Regions from separate parts of the Ovis aries genome. Here region 2 is linked to region 1. Evidence: chromatin contacts called from public Hi-C data. All regions are on one chromosome and are shown on one strand. The core of a region is the stretch at or near the end of the contact, and the rest is flanking DNA. Distances in the headings are between cores, read along the strand shown. Region 1 holds the start of GAPDH (glyceraldehyde-3-phosphate dehydrogenase). Region 2 has its middle 24 kb from the start of CD27.

Region 1 (5,127 bases), core at 1,364-3,863:
GGGCCACAAAGGAGGGGGGCATCAAGGGGCTGCACCTCAGCCAGGCTCTGACCCCGTCCACTAAGGGGCAGCACTCACCATGTAGTGAAGGTCAATGAAGGGGTCATTGATGGCAACGATGTCCACTTTGCCAGTATTAAAAGCAGCCCTGGTGACCAGGCGCCCGATGCGGCCAAATCTGAGGGGGACAAGAGACAAGAAGGGGTGAGGGGGAGGGGATTCCTCCTGGGCACGGAAGCAGCCCCCTGCCCATTCACCCTCTTTCAGAGAAGAGGCCACTCTGTTACCCCTGCAAAGTCTCGCGAGAACTCACTTTATTTTTCTTGAGCAACCCTGTCAGCCCACAGAGTGGAAAGGCTCACCCACCCCCTGCTAAGTCACTTCAGTCGTGTCCAACTCCGTGCAACCCCATAGACGGCAGCTCACCAGGCTCCCCCGTCCCCAGGATTCTCCAGGCAAGAACACTGGAGTGGGGTGCCATTTCTTTCTCCAATGCATGAAAGTGAAAAGTGAAAGTGAAGTCGCTCAGTCTTGTCCGACTCTTAGCGACCCCATGGACTGCAGCCTACCAGACTCCTCCGTCCATGGGATTTTCCAGGCAAAAGTATTGGAGTGGGGTGCCACTGCCTTCTCCTCACCCACCCCCTAGTCATTGGCAATCTGTTGAGTTGATGGAGTGGTGCGCAGTTAGCTGCTGCCACCTACAGGCCAGGCATGTGCCCGCCCACCCCCTAGTCACTGGCAATCCGTGGAGTTGATGGAGTGGTGCGCAGCTGCTGCCACCTACAGGCCGGGCACGTGGCATTCATCACACCTACTCTGCAAACGCTTGCTCCTGTATGGCCCCACTTCGGGCTACACCCTCTGAACCACAAACACTAGTCCACTCAGCATCACCAAGCTCAAAGGGCAAGAGCAAAGGTCAGCATGAACTGGACGGGGAAACCTACCCTCTCTCCCCCACAAAAGAGGAGAGGGAGAACTGGTTTCTCAACCCCCTCATCCTGGGGTTCTGACTTGCTCAGCACCTATCCTTCCAAGCTCTTCCAAAAATCAGGATTGGGAGCCAACAGTTATTAGGGAGTAGGGGGGTGGTGGCGGAGAGCAAAAGCCCAGGCCCCCAGCTGCAGAAAGGTCAGGCAGCTATATTTAACCCCAGCTTAGGTGGAGCGGGGATCTGGTTTCTGGAGGATGGGATGGGGAGAAGGGCAGGATTCCCGGGGCTCACAGACACTTAATCCTCCTGGTGACCTTTATAGCCTGGCCTTTAGGGTGGGGTCAGCTCCAGGCAAAGATGGGGGAAAGGAGCCTCGAGGAGAGCCGGCAAGACCACAGGGGCTGCAGCTCTGGGAGCCATTTTGTGGTGGAAAATTTCTAAGTATCCATGACTCAGCTCCCCCAAGCATGGCGCCTAGCCACGGCCACCACACCTCTCCGGAAAAGGAAAGGAGAAACACCCCCAAACTGCAAGACCCCTCCCACGAGCCCACGTTTTGAATTCGTCAGAGAACCATCTAGGAAAAGCATCCTCTCATTCTTGGGAGTGGAGGAGGGGGGGGGGGCCGCGGAATTTGGCCGGCAGTTTAAGTGATGGTCTGGGGTTACTAGGATCAGAGTTGAGGTCCAGCTGCAAGAACGGGAAAGCCTGGCCTCACCTGGCCTATGGGCTAAACGTGACTCCATCCCACGAGGCAGGGGTAGGAGCGTTAGTCACGGGCAAGGAAGGCGAAAAGACGGCAGGGCTAAGGAGGGTTTCCTAATGGGCAGTTCATTCATTTCCTTCCTAGCCAGTTGCAACATGGCGGCTGGGTTACCGCAGATGACCCCTCCCAGCTGGTTCTGTGCGCAGCTGTGCCTCCTGGCACCCCCGGGGCTGCGCCTGCTGGGGGCACGGGCTGGGGTGGGGGTGGGGGACGGGCTCCTCCCCGGCACGTGACCCCGCAGAGCGCGAAAGGAAAGAAAAGAGCCCCAGGTGCGGGATTAGGGGATGCGGCCCAAGCAAGAATTGGAATTTCCTGTGTATCTGCTGCAAAGTGGTGGAAGGTTCCTCAGGGGCGCAGTATAGCTGGAGATGGGGGGCACACGAGGCCTTCGAGGGCCTCCTCCAGGTCTGAGCGCTGACCTTGAATTCTCCTTGCGGGGGGCGGTGGGTACGACCACCCTATCCAGGTTCTCCTCGCGCTTGCAGAGACCCGCTAGCGCAATGCGGTGAGGACCGCAAGACTGCCCTGCCCCACCCCACTCCACCCCTGCTCGTAACTCACCCGTTCACTCCGACCTTCACCATCTTGTCTCAGGGATGCGGCTACGGGCAGAGGAAGGTGAGCATTAGAGCGCGGGGCTAAGAGGACGGAATCCAGCGCTGACCACCTCTCCCCACCAGGTCCTCCCCTCCCCTCCCCCCAAGCCTCCATCCAGGACCTGCGCTTCCGCACGTCCTTCCTCCCGCCCCTGCAATGCGGGGGGCCCGGCTGGGCGCGATCAGTCAACCCCAGCCCCAGCAGCCGCACACCCGGCGCCCGAACTCCCCCTCGTCCCTTTTGGGTGGGCCTATCCCCCAGCCCTTTGTGCCTCCTCTCGGCCAGGCTTTTACCTGGCACAGCACAGAAGTTACGGCTATCTGTCGAACGGGCAGGAGCAGAGAGCGCAGGAGGAGGCTGCAGCCCGAATTTATAAGGGATGGGGGGCGGGGAGGGGGTGTGGCGACGCGGGCCCGCCTCGCCCAGTCCCAGCCCCTGGGGTGCGGAGGCCTGAGCTACGTGCGCCCGTAAACTTGCGAGTAGTCGGCCTACCGCTTTTTTTTTGGGTCCGCCAGGTTCTTGAACTGTGCACGCACCGCGCGTGTGGGCTGAGGACGACGTGGGGGAGGGGACTGAGACTGGCCCGAAGGAGGAGGGGGACCGGCGATGGTAACTGGTGGGGAGGAGGGAGCACTGCGGGAGAGAGTAAACTCGGGGCCGGAGGCCCTGGAGAAAAATGTGGACACCTGGGAGCCAGGGAGGTTAAAGCTGCCGCAAGGATATAACGGGAGGACCTGGGGAGTCGGCTGGATGGAGAATTGGAGCAGGAACAGCTCGCGGCTGCAGGCTCCCCCGTTCCCGCCCCCGCTTCCCCTGCTTTCAAAGGCTGAGAAGCCGGAAGGCTGAGGAACGTCTCGAGGCTCTTCGGTAGTGACACCCGCGTTGCAAAGAACGGGAGGGGCCTCCAGCCGGCTACCTCCCCGCTCCTCCACTTTCCCCCACTCCCCCATAACTTGGCTTCGGGCCTCTCTGGGCCGGGGGCCGATTTGGGCACTAGGCTGTGGGGGCCTGGAGCGGAAGGAGGCTCCGGAGGACGCATGAGGCGGGGAGGTTTCAGCACTGAAGGTCACAATGTCCTGCAGTGCAGTCAGCAGACCTGAGAAACCGGGCCCTGGGTGCACCAGCGGCTCTTCCCCAGCCTCGGGCGGGGGCCCCAGGCGCGGGATAGCATCTCTGTTGGGGGCTGGGCGGATAGAGGCCTGAGGCCTCCCACAAAGGCGCTCCTGGGAAACCTGAGGGCTGTGCGGCCCGGGCTGGGAGACAATGCCCCTTTCACCCTGTCCAGCTTGGTCCGCCCCCGGGGCTGAGAGCTGGACGTGAGGGCGGAAGTCCCTCCCCATCCTGGGACGTGCAGGCCAGCCCTGGAGTCAGGGCCTCCCTTTCCCGTGGCTGCGTCCAGGAGATGTTGGGGGCTGCGTGAGGAGTCCAGAATAGGGGAAAAAAAATCAGGAGTCTTGGGCACTTGGTGGGACCAGGCCCCGGCTCCTCTCCACAGGTGATGTGGAGGAAGGAATCCATTCCTCTTCAAGCCCAGTCAGTAAGAAGCCAGGGACTGTGCCGGGGCTGTGAACTGAGGATGTTGGAAGGGCTGGATCTGAGGACTCAAGGGTTGAGGGTTTGTAGGGGAGGGGGGTGGGGTGGGGTAGAATAGACATTGCCCATCAGCAGGTGCTGGGGGACAGAACTGGGACCTCTTTGCTGGCCCAGCGTAACATGAGACCAGCCCCCTTCTCCAGCTGAAAAGCCTGTGGCTAAGTTTAGCCCAGCTGGTGATAACCTTTGCTTAAAAGGCAGAGAGCACGTGGTCCTGCACCCCGACTCCAGCGGTTCCTTCCCTTTCTGGGACTGTCTTCCTCCAATGTTTGCTGTGGCGGGTAGCCATCTGCATGGTCCACGCCCCAGGCTTTGCAAGAGCAGGGCCAGTGGGCACCTCATGGCGAGGGGTGGCGCCACACTGAGGAGCCTGCTGGGAAGTGGATGGGGCTTCCTCTCTAGCGCCAAGGACACAGTACTTTGCCTGAAGAGGGCCTTAGCAGGACCTCCCACCCCCGCCCTCCCACACTGCCCATAGCATGCCCTTTGCCACACGCCTGTCATTTCTCATTACTGCCCTTTGCTGAAAGGAGGGAGTTCAGTGCCCAGGGACCATGGACTGACGCAGTCTGCTGTTGTCATGACAGCAGAGACCAGTGTAGTCATGGCAGCAGCCACACTGCCTACAGTTCAGGTGACTCAGCAGAGAGGACCTGGGGAGTAGAAGGGGGTGGGCAGGGCCTGCATCTAGGGGCTGACTTCCTGCAGACCCTATAACATTGCGAGGAAACCCTGGGGGACCGTCTCCAGAGACACTGTCTAGAGCTGGAGGGGACTCATGACCTGGTCTTCCATCAGCCCGGCCAGCTCAGTCACCTGTCTTTAGAGGGGCACGAGTGGGGGTGGGGGCAGGACAAAGCGAGCTGTTGGGCAGAGGGTTTCCCAACCCCAGCCCTCACTGGCTGACGCATCCTTTTTTTGTGGTGGGAACTGTCCTGTGCATTGTCAGATATTTAGCAACATCCCTGGCCTCTCTCTACCCACTGGCTGCTGGTAGCACCCCTCTCTGCTAGGTTGTGACGAAGAAATAGTCTCTAGAGGTTGCCAAATGTCTCCCAGAGGGTAAAATGGCCCCCAGATTGAGAAGTGTGGCTCTGGAGTCTAGGCGCTGCCTAATTCTACAAAGCAGAGCATCCTGCCACGTGCAGGGGGGAGGCTGGGGAGAGATGAGGCACTGAGGGGCTGGACACACATCAGACCCCTGGGCTCAGCGCCTCCCTCCGGACTAGCAACC
Region 2 (5,127 bases), core at 789-3,288, 85 kb after region 1:
AATGAGTCAACTCTTCGCATGAGGTGGCTTAAGTACTGGAGTTTCAGCTCTAGCATCATTCCTTCCAAAAAACACCCAGGGCTGATCTCCTTCAGGATGGACTTGGTGGATCTCCTTGCCGTCCAAGATATCTATCTTTTAAAATCTACTGAGGGACTTCCATGGTGGTCCGGCAGTTAAGACTCTGAGCTTCCACTGCAAGGAGCGTGGGTTTGATCCCTGGTCAGGAAACCAAAATTCTGCATTGCCATGTGATGCTACCAAAGAAAAGAAAAGAAACCAAAAAGAACTCAAATATATGTGAAGCTTAGCATGAGTCTGATTTCCGTCATCACTTCTTGTTGGGATCAGTTAAGCTTTGACCGGAGAAGCAAAACCACTGGGAGTAACATGGAATTAGGGACTGATGAAGGGTCTGTGATCACCATAGATCAGCCGGGAAGAAATGCCAGCTGTGAAGTGGGGGAGGGCTTGGAAGGACCACGTGGAACCTGCATCTGTCCCTCACAGCTCCAGCCTGGAAGATGTGGGTTGTTTGCAGAAGCGCTTGGCACCCTCCGCCGTGGAGAGGCACACACTCCTGGCCCAGGAGCTGGCATAGCTGAATGGGGAGGTCTGACAGGAGCAGGAGGCTGTGCAGGACTGGTTGTTGCTTCCTGGGCTGAAAAAGTGAACTGTCGGAGCAGCTGCGCTGGGTGGGGGCTGCCGCACCCTAGCACCCATGCTGACCCTCAGGGCAGTGGTTGCTGCTTCACTTCTGCCTTTCCACCTTTCAGACCCCACTCACACTTCTCTCATAGCCAGTCCTAATCTGGAACCACACAGAGAGGGAATTTCAAGAAACGCGGCTTCATCTTAGCCATGCTGGCAATGCCACTGTGTCGATCCCAAACCTTCCTGGAGTTAAAAGGACACCTGTCCACCAAGGGAACAGAGTTACTATCTCAAGTGGACAATGTATGAACAGGATCTGTGATGACTGTCTCAAGAAGACTCAAGTTATCTATTTGCCAGAGATTTGAAGCTAGGATGCCAGACCTGGGGCCAACGTACAACTAGGCGAGTCTTCTCGATTGGATACAATAAGTTCCCTGAAATATTTTAACCTCCATTTATAAATTTAATATTTTTGATTTTGTCTAAGTCCATAACCTTCCGATGGGTTTAGATTTGTACCTTGCCTTCTGGGTCCAAATTGCACCCTCGCTACAGTACATGGCGGCCCAGGACCCCACCCAAGCCTCAGCTAATTCTTGATAACTCTTTCCTTCAGCCTCGATAAGTATTGGATGTTTTCCTTATCCTGCCTGCTGCTGTTGTTGTTCAGCCGCTCAGTTGTGTCTGACTCTTTGCAACCCCATGGACTGCATCAGGCCAGGCTTCCCTGTCCATCACCGGAGTTTGCTCAAACTCATGTCCATTGAGCTGGTGATGCCATTCAATCATCTCACCCTCTGTCATTGCCTTCACCCACTGCCTTCAAACTTTCCCAGCGTCACGGTCTTTTCCAATGAGTCGGTTCTTCACATCAGGTGGCCAAAGTATTGGAACTTCAGCTTCAGCATCAGTCCTTCCAATGAATATTCAGGGTTGGTTTCCTATAGAACTGACTGGTTTGATCTTGCTGTCCAAGGAACTCTCAGAGTCTTCTCCAGCACCATAGTTTGAAAGCATCAGCCTTTTTAAAATTCTGTCTGAGTAGGTCACAGCTCTCTAGAGATGATTTCATAACACCCCACCAGCATCTGCAGACCTCTGTGCACAGCTGTGAACACACCCTAAAGACAGAGCTCTGAATGACGGCCCTGCAGGCCCAGGAGTAACCCGGGGAGTGGAGAGACAAGTGTGTGCTGCCTTCGCCTCTGATCAGGGTCTTCACAATTCAAGTTATGTGATCCAGGGAGACTCTGAGGAGGAACGTGGGGTCCAAGGTCACCTCTAGGGAAAGGACTGAAGCCAGCAGGAACATACACAAACTTTGTACAGAAAGGAGTGACTAAGCCTCCCCCGGGACACTGGGCTTGGGTAGAAGGGCTTTGTGGGCGGATTGGATAACCAGGAGCTTTGGCTCAGAGCTTGAGAAGCTTCTTTGAGCAAGAGGCAAGAGGTTCATGTCTGAGTGTTGGGTACCCCCTTGTGGCAGAATAATGTTTCTGTCTTGGGCGAGGGCACTACTTAGAAACCCAATACCCCAATCATCTGGCTCCAAGGCCATCCCGCCCCCGCCCTCCCCAAAGCTTCGCCCTGTCTGCAGAGCAGGTTGGGTTTCAGCAAGACCCAGGGATTTGGAGGAGCCCCTCAGGGAGGGCTGCTGATGGGTGGATGGACTCGGTTCCAAGGACTCCAGTCTGGGGCTATTGAGGCATTCGTCTTTGGTATGACCCCAGAGAGTACTGTTGAGTATTGTTATTGTTGTTCAGTCACTAAGTCGTGTTGGACTCTTTGTGACCCTGTGGACTGTAGGCCACCAGGCTCCTCTGTCCATAGGATTCTCCAGGCAAAAGTACTGGAGTGAGTTGCCTTGCCCTTCTCCAGGGGATCTTCCCAACCCAGGAATCAAACCTGGGTCTTCTGCACAGCAGGCAGATTCTTTACTATCTGAGCCACCAGGGAAGAGCCTCTTATCTGAACTTAAAAGCCCCTGTATTTCCCAGTCTATTTTAGCCAGACTCTAGACCAGTGGTTCTTACTCAGCTTTTCTGGGTCAAGGGGCTCCTTTGAGAATCTGAAAAGGACCCTTATCTCTCTTTGGAAAATGCACACAATATTGTGACTAGACTCAGCGAGTTACTGGACTCTTTGGGGAACCAGGGAATAGTCTGTAAAAGCCCCTACTCTAGACCTTCTGCTTCTGTTAGCTTCCCAGAGGCTTGATGCCCTTGAATGACTTACTGCCTTTTGGGGGAGACTGACAAAGTCTACTTAAGGACAATATCTTTGATGAGGGAGGAAGGATTCAGGGTAAAATGTTCTCTCGTGAGAGAAGGAACATTTGCTTCAAAGAGGCTAAAGAGCTGCCCTGTGTAGAGAAATGATCGTTCCTTTTGGGACAGTATCTGAGAAAGATCAATAATAGAAATAGTTAATGCGGCATAATGAGATGAAAGGCAATCTACTCTCTGGAAGGGCTTCATAAAGCAGCTCCTCTTAAACTCTATTTCAGATAGTCTGAAATGTCTCTGAAAGGTCTCAGCAGCAAGACAAAATATGTAGGAGATTTAAAAAAGCACAATAACTTGCTTCTAGAATAGAACTTGGGCAAAACTCACTGCTTCTAGAATAAAACTTAAACAAACTGACCCACGTCCCTTAGAGCTGCACCTTCAAAGGGATTTTATTTTGGTTGGATTCTATTCATTTGCTCACCAGCCATTTATATAATGCATGTTGAAAAGGGAATTCTCGAGTTGGTAAGAAATTCAGGCATCTCTCTCTCTCTTCTCTTTTTTTTGACCATGTCCCATGGCATGTGGAATCTTAGTTCCCCAACCAGGAATCAGACCCATGCCCCCTGCATTGAAAGCACAGCATCTAAACCACTGGACCACAAGGGAAGTCCAGCTGTCCCTTATTCTGATTCCTTTATTCTCAGACAAGCATCATGAGCACCAGAGAATTAAAAAGTCACTCACTCATTCATTCACTCCACTTTAGGGGTCACTTCCTATGCGTTAGGAACTGGCCTTTGTGTGAAGAATAAAAGAGGAGCAAACATTGAGAATAATCTAAAGGGGTAGAGAGGTGTGTAGACAAGCAACCGTAATTCAGTGAAGACAATTGCGCTAATGGAGGCTACTTCAAAAAAAGAGGAAGCTTAAATCCCAAACCCAACAACATCTGCTAGAGGAAGATGATGTCACAGGGGAGGCAGTGGTTGAGCTGATACTTGGTGGAGGAGTAGGGGGTTGCTGGGCAGGCTAGCTGTGTTTGCTCCAGGCTTCGGGAATGGTGTGCAGGCTGATCCATGCAGCAGGGGGCCAGGCCAAGGGCTGAGTGGGGCCTGAAATCCAGCCTGCACTCCATGAGGAGTACACGGCATGAGGAGGTACTTTTCCCTAGTTTTCACAAAGGCAAGAATACTTGTGAAATACTTCACTGGTAGTATGAACTACCAGTCCTGAGATTGGGCATAGGTGGAGAAACATACAAAAGCAAGCGATGTTCTGAGAACTGTTAGTCCCGAGAACGATTATCTCAGAAGGGCTAGTGTAAAAGCAGAGGACAAAGTAATGAGTCTGATCAGGTGAGTGAAGCCAGGTCATGAAAAGCTTTCTCAGGTCACGAGGATAGTAATGGTGATGTTGGGAGCGGAACCTGGGTGTTTTCCTACCAGACCATTAATCTTCCTGCAACACCAAATGAACTGCCTCTAATTGGATGCTGAGCTCTGTGCCGGTGGCCAGCAAGGACACTGTGCGGAATACGTACAAGGCCTTGCCCTCGGGTTTACGATCAGGGAAAAGCACGAGACCAAAGGACAAACAGTAAAATGTGGTAAGTGGCAAATAGAGGGAGCAAAGCAAAATCAGCACTCAGAAGTGGCTTGCCCAAGGCCTTGCCACAAGCCGGAAAAAAAAAAAAGAGAGAGAAAACTTGCAGTCTAGTGAAAAACCAGCTAACAAACCAACATTGTATGGTGTCTAGCGGTTTACGAAGCACGTGCTTTGTCACATTTACTTTTCATTACACGCTCTTGTTTCCCCACTTTACAGATGTGGGAGCTCTGTGGGCACAGCCCCCAGTTCTTGCCCAACTGCTCCCTCTGTGTCTGCTCTTCACTCGGGTCTGCCCCGGGCCAAGGCCTCCTCTGCTTGGTTTCCAGCCATCAGCTCCCTCCCTCCATTCTCACTTCCCTTTCTGTACTCTTTAGATCCTACCCTATTTCTGTCTCTCTTGTCAATATATTATAAAATCCTTTGCCTCTCTCTCTCTTTTTTTGGCTGGGTTGCACAGGCTACGAGATCTTAGTTCCCTGAAGAGGCATAGAACTCGAGCCCTCTTCTGTGGAATTGTGATGTTTTAGCCACTGGACCACCAGGGAAGTTCCACCCTTGCCTCTCTGACTTTTAATCACACCTTCGTAGGAACACCCTAATCCTGGATGAACAGAAGTATTACCTCCTCCAC

Evidence for each region. Hi-C and Micro-C count contacts between places; a contact is called where the count stands out from the background.
Region 2: a contact with region 1 is called in a Hi-C map of tail adipose tissue, with 2.2 times the contacts expected there. The contact joins the enhancer-like site here to the promoter of GAPDH in region 1. A contact is called at or near these places in 2 of 16 Hi-C or Micro-C datasets (skin fibroblasts and tail adipose tissue).

The regions. Positions count from the first base shown.
Region 1 is chr3:209,707,007-209,712,133 of ARS-UI_Ramb_v3.0, forward strand. GAPDH (glyceraldehyde-3-phosphate dehydrogenase) reads right to left here and starts at 2,614. Exons shown (of 12, transcript NM_001190390.1): 1 at 2,594-2,614; 2 at 2,265-2,305; 3 at 79-178. The coding sequence starts at 2,287.
Region 2 is chr3:209,792,968-209,798,094 of ARS-UI_Ramb_v3.0, forward strand. No RefSeq gene overlaps it. Among named protein-coding and RNA genes, the nearest start is that of CD27, 24 kb to the left of the region's middle. Within about 2 kb of position 2,039, at least 22 of the 54 cell types and tissues checked have an H3K27ac peak or open chromatin away from gene starts, as enhancers often do. A contact at or near this core is called in tail adipose tissue, where this site is marked.